Regions from separate parts of the Mus musculus genome. Here region 1 is linked to region 2. Evidence: chromatin contacts called from public promoter capture Hi-C data. All regions are on one chromosome and are shown on one strand. The core of a region is the stretch at or near the end of the contact, and the rest is flanking DNA. Distances in the headings are between cores, read along the strand shown. Region 1 holds the start of Chrnb1 (cholinergic receptor, nicotinic, beta polypeptide 1 (muscle)). Region 2 holds the start of Cldn7 (claudin 7).

Region 1 (3,349 bases), core at 529-3,028, 170 kb before region 2:
AGCACCACATCAGGGAGCCAAACGGATTCAGCAGTGATGCGGAGAGAATCGATGCCATCATGTTCTGCGGGGTCCCAGCTTAACCTGTAGTCGGTCCACTCCTAAGGAAGCAGAGGCTAAAGGGCTGTTCAGGCTAAAGGGCTGGGAGAGGCTTGAGGTGTCAGAAAGAATGCCAGGAAGAGGGTGCAAAGGGGAGAAGCACAGGGCTGAGAAAAGGAAAAAAGGTTCTGGCTATGCTGTCACTGTCTGGGATTCACGTCAACTGGTTTCCTCCGCCCAGTCCCGAGCCCTGGACTGAACTCTCTTTTTTCAGTCTCAAACCGAAGAAGGGGCCTAAAGAGATACCTCATTGGTTAAGGGCACTGGCTACTCTTCCAGAGGACCCAAAATAGATTCCGAGCACCTACGTGGAAGGCCCAAACATCTGTAACTCTAGTTCCAGGAGAACAGGGGCCCTCTTCTGGCTTCCACGGACACCAGTTATGCATGTGCTTCACAGACATATGCAAGCAAAACACCCATTCACATAAAATAAAAATAGAATAATTTAAGAAATAACTGAAGAGATTGAACTAGCCACCCTAAAGTGATGTTCAACCTGCATGCAGTTCAGGATCTTTCAAGGATGGGAATTCAAATTAGTGATCCCCAAACTTGTATCTTAAATTTGTTGATCGAAAATTCTGTTTCAGTTATTATATGTGTACGTTGTGAGTTACTATTAAAAAAAAATCTTACTGGGATGAGGACTCCAGGAGATTAATATAAAGGAAACAGGGTGCCTTTCCCTAACCCACGAGGTCTCCATACCAGGTCTAAGTACACCTTTGTGCTCATTTCTTCATCCTTCTCGTTCTAGAATGGAAAAGTTAAAAGGCAGAAGTGAAATGAAGTGGGTGGAAACGAGGGTTCGGTGAGTTACTTTCTCCATGGAATCTCTAGTCCCTTTCTCTAAATTGCACCTTCTTGGGTGCAAACTCCATCTCATATCAATCTCGAAACACCAGCCTTGGTGCCTGCTTTCCTTTCTTTTACGTCGAGGTTAAGTCACGGGCCACGCCCGGCGTCTAATGGATACAACTCTGAATCTCCGCTCAGAGTTGTTTATTGACTGCTTAGGTACCAAGCTCTGCTGGACTTTGCTAGAATATTACACAGCCCCGCCTCGAGGTCCTCCCGGTAGCAGGTCCTTCTGCCCCAGCTCCGCCTCAAAACCCGCCCACAGGCGAGTTAGCAGAACAGTATTCTGTACCTATCATAGAGGCCTCGCCCATGAACTAGTTCATTGGTCTGATTTTTACCCAATCACCGCCAAAGGCTTGTCTGCCTCTTAGCATAACCCGCCCGCCCCCAGGCTGTCGATCTTCTGGGCAGCGTCTAAAGCCACGCCCCCAGTCGGTCCTGCCCAGCGACTCCACCCGCAGTGCCGCTCTCACCAGGCTGATGAGTTGCGCCAGGGTGAGGCCGATGCTGACCCCGACGCGGTCTCCCACCTCCCGCGCCGGCCTCACCGAGCTATCATAGTTGGAGAAAAGTTTCTTAATCAGTTGGCCTTCGGCTTCCGACCCGCGGGCGCCTGACGAAGGAAAGCACTAAGTGACGCTCCCGGGGCTGGCCGTGACCATTGCTCATCACTGCCTCTTGGAGACCCAAACTGACTTACCTGGGGCGAGGGGCGTCCCGAGTACCCCTAGAAGCAGAAGCAGCGCCCCTAAGGCCATGGCCCTGCCTCTTTCGCTCAGTGAAGTTTGTCCGGATAGCGGCCTCAGGCCAGGGGAAGTGACGAGGCGCCCAGGAATGTGCACCTGTTGTCGGGGGACCAGACGCCAGCCCACCCGCCCCGCCCTCGGGACTTGGTCCCGCCCGGAGCAACTGCAGTCGCCCTCCACTCACAAATGTCAGATAACACTCCGGTTGTATAAATCATCTTTAATTACAGAAAGCATGAAGTGGAGACCCCGTCCCCTGAGAGCAGTGCCAGGAGATGGGCGGAGCCTGAGCGGGGTTTGTATGAGGGAGGGGGGCATCTCTTGCAACAAGCCAGAAGTAAAAGGGCCTGAGGAAAAGTGACCTGTCTTTGAGCACTAGCCCCTCCCTTAGGACCTCAATAGACGTTTCCACCTACATCTGCTAGACTCAGAATCTACCTCCTATTTTACTAGAGGTTCCCCATGGCTTTCTCCGTTTTTCAGGTCCTTTTTGGGTACTTAGAACCCACCTGAGGTTTAAAAGCTGTAAAGTAAAGTAAATTCTATTTAGTTAGAAGCTCTGGGGATACATATGAGGTCTGGGAGCCCAAGAGGCTCCTCGTTTCCTAAGCCTGACCTGTAGAGGGCTCGGAGAAGTTGAACTTATTGCTGAGTTGGGGGTCTCTCTGCTGTGAGGGGGAGTCAAGGCTGTGTCCCTATTTGTCCTTTTTAATTCTAGAGTTATTCTCATTGTAGACCTTAGCTTCCTGTTGTTTGAGACAGGGTCTCACATAGCCTAGGCTGGCCCTGACCTCACTAGGTAGCCCAGGCTAGCCTTTTATTTCCTGATTCTCCTCCTCTCCTTTACCTCACAGATGCAGCATACCATATCAGAACGAAAGTCCTCAGCTTTAAAAGGGATCTGGAAGGAATTCCTGCTGAGGTAGCTAAGTGTTCAGACACAGGTTCAATCATACCATGGCATTTTCTCCCTCTCAGCTTCCCTTCTAGGAGCCAGGTATATTCTTCCAGAATTCCTGTATCTTTCCCCAGACTCTTGTCTCCCTGGCAGAACCCTAGTTGGAATGCTGAAACTAGAAACCATGTAAAAGTAAGGTTAGTATTCTGGAGGGACTATTTTTAGAAAATTATTTAGGAAAAGCAAGAAGTGGTTCTTGATCCGTTCAGTACTGATTAGTTCTCTCTCTCTCTCTCTCTCTCTCTCTCTTTCTCTCTCTCTCTCTCTGTGTGTGTGTGTGTGTGTGTGTGTGTATGTGTGTGTGTGTATTGGCTTTTGAGACAGGGTTTTGCTATTGTAGCCCAGGATGGCCTCCAACTCAGGATCTGTCTGATTCAGCCTCCCGGGTGCTGAATTACAGGTGTGTGCCACCAAGCACAGCTCAGAGCCAATCAGTTTTTAATTAATCATAGCTGAGTTCTACCCATAGCTCATCCTTTAATTGCTAGAGAAAGTGGAAGGGTAGGTCTAGAACTTACTCTAGTACAATAATATGGCTATACAGGCCCTAGCTCCATCCGGGAAGAAAGGGCTGAGAGTCATGGGCTATGTCCTAGAACTGAGATTCAGGAGGAAGTATGGCTCCAGAAAGGTCTAGAATACCACGTTCTAGAATTGGGTGTCTCTGGGATAAGAAGGTTTA
Region 2 (3,162 bases), core at 511-3,010:
CTCAGAAAATAACCCAAAAGGTAAAAAATAGACACAAATAACAAAGTTCACAAAGTTCTGCATTTTATACAAAAGCAGGTTAATTGGCTGAACAAGAAGGGCATTAAATATGTTTACTGGATAAATGGAGGATTTACATAGAAATGTGTAAGGGAAAGGAGAAGGTGTTGACTTTAAAAAACTAGCAAGAGAGAGGGTCTGGAGAATGGGCTCAGTGGTTAAGAGCACTGCTCTTCCAGAGGACCTGGGTTCAAATCCTAGGACCCACACACACATCTGTCACAAGCTTCACAGAAACATAATACATGCAGGGAAAACACCAGTGCACATAAACGTAAATAAAAAACCAAAAAACTAGCAAAAGGAAGAAAGACCTGTGAAGGTCTGAGAGGTGGAAGGAGGTTGTAGGAGAGGTAGACTGGAAGAAAGAACTAGAAAGAGTTCAGGGGGGCAGTGATGGACACACTGGGCTACTGGGCTCCAAGGGTCTGGAGGGAGCAACCTTAGTCTGGAAGTGTGTGTGTGTGTGTGTGTGTGTGTGTGTGTGTGTGTGTGTGTGTTGGGGGGGGTGAATAAAAATGCAGAAGGCAGGAAAAGGGGAAAGATAAATGAGAACCTTAGAAGCCAAGCTGGGAGGAAGGATGGTCAAAGTTCTGGGAAAGCTGGAAGGAGTGGAGGCTGAGCTAGGCTTTCTATTTTTTTTTTTAAGATTTTATTATTATATTTAAATACACTGTAGCTGTCTTCAGACACACCAGAAGAGGGTGTCAAGATCTCATTATGGATGGTTGTGAGCCACCATGTGTTTACTGGGACTTGAACTCAGGACCTTTGGAAGAGCAGTCAGTGCTCTTAACCCCTGAGCCATCTCCCCAGCCTTAAGCTAGACTTTCTAAGGGATGAATTAAGATGCTAGAGTGGGTCGGAGGGCACCGAAAGGGCACACAAACAGGTCCCCGGAAGCTCAGAATGAAGGAAAGAGAAAGTGTGTGGATGGAGAAGGAAGTGAGGAAAATGAAGGTAAACCAGAAATGACAACCTGGGGAGGGGAATGTTGGGCGTGTCGTGTCAGACTCTCTGACCTAGGTCTTACCCTTCTCCCCACCCTCGGAAAACTCCTTCGGGTAGAAGGAGCCTCTATGTTGGAGGAGACACTGACAGGCTCAGGTGCTAAGTCCTGTACCTACCTGGTCCTGGGACCAGGCCTGTGGGAGGACTGTCGGAGAGCCGTGTCTTGTGGAGGGCTTGAGCGGTGAAGCGGTAGGTTGCTAGACTGTCTGAGAGTAGAAATTCCTAGAAGGGTGCATGCAGCACGGGTGATTTTACCGTAATGGGTTAGGGCCCCTGATGATGAGACAGGCCTTGGTAGGAGACTAAAGAAAAAAAGAGCTGAGAGTGGAGACGAAAGTCGGGCTGGACAAGTGGCACGCGCCGAAACCTGCAGGGGAAGGATGGCGAGGAGCCTTTCCAGGGGCGTCTGAGGGTACTGGCTCCGCAGCGACCCAGGCGCACCTGTATGGAAAGGAGAGGAAGGGGCCACTTGGAGTCTGCAGGGCAGACTCCGACCCCAGGGACTTCTGAGAAGCCGTCGCCTATTTCCCATCAACGGTTAGAGCCAGGCAAATGAAGGGGCGTGACCCTGGAGCTCAGGTTTCTTCCTCTTCACCTGGACGAGGAGGGGGTAGGGGCCAAGACTTCCGGTTCAGGTGAGTGTCCCTTCAGTGACGTCAGGTCACTCGACTGCCCCTCTGGTCCCGCCCAAGTTGCAGCGCTCCGGGTGCCTGCGGGGGCGCGTCCCCGACGTCCTGCATATATATACTCAGGTGCGCCGCACCTGCTCGCCCGCACCTGCCGCCGCACCGCCAGCTCCCTGTGCCGCGCACCGCAGCCTGGGGCCCAAGGGCCCGCATACTTTCTGGGGGCCACGCCCTAACGGCCCCTCCACTTCTTTGGGTAGTCTCGGAGCACGCCGGTAGGAACCGCCCGGCCTTCGGGGACCGCTTTTGTCTGGAACCAGTCCTTCGGGCGAAGCCGGTTCCCTCTGCTGTGAGAGTGTCGCTTCACCGGAGGGGACGATTTGTGTTTACCTCGGTTAACAAGATTTGTAGTTACCCGGTCCAAAAAAAAATCTTTTTCTCCTTTGGGTGACTTAAATCTCTATCCAAATTTTCTTGTGTTGCTGCTCCCCGGATTTTTGTTTTTTTGTTTTTTTGCTTTACTGTAGGGTCGCCCTCCCGGCGCGTCCCGTCTTTTCTGAGACAAGGAAATGGCCAACTCGGGCCTGCAACTGCTGGGCTTTTCAATGGCCATGCTTGGCTGGGTGGGCCTGATAGCGAGCACTGCCATCCCTCAGTGGCAGATGAGCTCCTATGCGGGCGACAACATCATCACAGCCCAGGCCATGTACAAGGGGCTCTGGATGGAGTGCGTCACGCAGAGCACCGGCATGATGAGCTGCAAAATGTACGACTCGGTGCTCGCCCTGCCGGGTAAGGCCGTGGGACCGACGGGGCGGACGTGCCCAGGGTCAAGGTGGCCGGGTTGGGTGTGGGGCAGGGCCCAGGCCGCACTGCCCGGCGCCCGGGGTTGCCAGGGAGGAGGAAGTGGACGCCTTGGGCTCAGTCGGTGGGACAGAGAGAGAGCGTGCCTGGGATCTGATCTGGGTGTCCCACGTGGGTCCACGCCCCTCTGCCCAGATTTTTTTTGGGGGGGTTTCCTGGGCGAAGCACCCCCCAACCCCTGGCAGTCAGTGGTCTCTCTCTTCCCCTGCTTCTTTCTCTGGACAAAAGGAGAAGAGGGACGGAGGTTCTCAGGGCCGCGGAATCGTGCCCTCGTTAGACGTGGGACCGTACTTGTGGCCTCTAATCTTATCGGCCGATTAGCTGAAGCCACAAACTCGGTGGCCTCGATAGCGGGGCCAAAGCTAGGACACGCGCCGGCTGGTGTGGCTGGAGCGAGGGCCTTAGCCGCCACCTGCACTTCTCTTTCGCCCCCTTTCTCCCTTCCCCCCTACCTGGAACGGTTTCATCGAAACCTTGGCGCCCCGGGCGGGTTCTGGAGCGCAGGGCGGGGCGGGGAGCGGAAAGGACTTGGTGGCGGGATGGGGGCGGGAACCGTCTGCACAAGGCCTGCCTTGGACTAGGGGGCCCCAGGCTGCCGGCG

The links. Capture Hi-C pulls out chosen DNA fragments and counts their contacts.
Region 1: a contact with region 2 is called in a promoter capture Hi-C map of adipose tissue. The contact joins the promoter of Chrnb1 here to the promoter of Cldn7 in region 2. A contact is called at or near these places in 3 of 39 promoter capture datasets (fetal liver, macrophages and stem cell-derived epiblast-like cells), 7 of 484 Hi-C or Micro-C datasets (B cells, the Ba/F3 cell line, CD4 T cells and 4 more), 4 of 115 datasets of contacts at active chromatin or transcription factors (bone marrow-derived macrophages, embryonic stem cells and stem cell-derived neural progenitor cells) and 3 of 9 other capture datasets (adipose tissue, liver and pancreatic islet).

Annotation. Positions count from the first base shown.
Region 1 is chr11:69,794,159-69,797,507 of GRCm38.p6, forward strand. It overlaps Chrnb1 (cholinergic receptor, nicotinic, beta polypeptide 1 (muscle)), which reads right to left and starts at 1,779. Exons shown (of 11, transcript NM_009601.4): 1 at 1,664-1,779; 2 at 1,437-1,576; 3 at 811-855; 4 at 1-101. The coding sequence starts at 1,721. Fgf11 (fibroblast growth factor 11) reads right to left here. Exons shown (of 5, transcript NM_001362623.1): 5 at 1,910-3,349.
Region 2 is chr11:69,963,661-69,966,822 of GRCm38.p6, forward strand. Cldn7 (claudin 7) reads left to right here and starts at 1,761. Exons shown (of 4, transcript NM_016887.6): 1 at 1,761-2,489. The coding sequence starts at 2,267.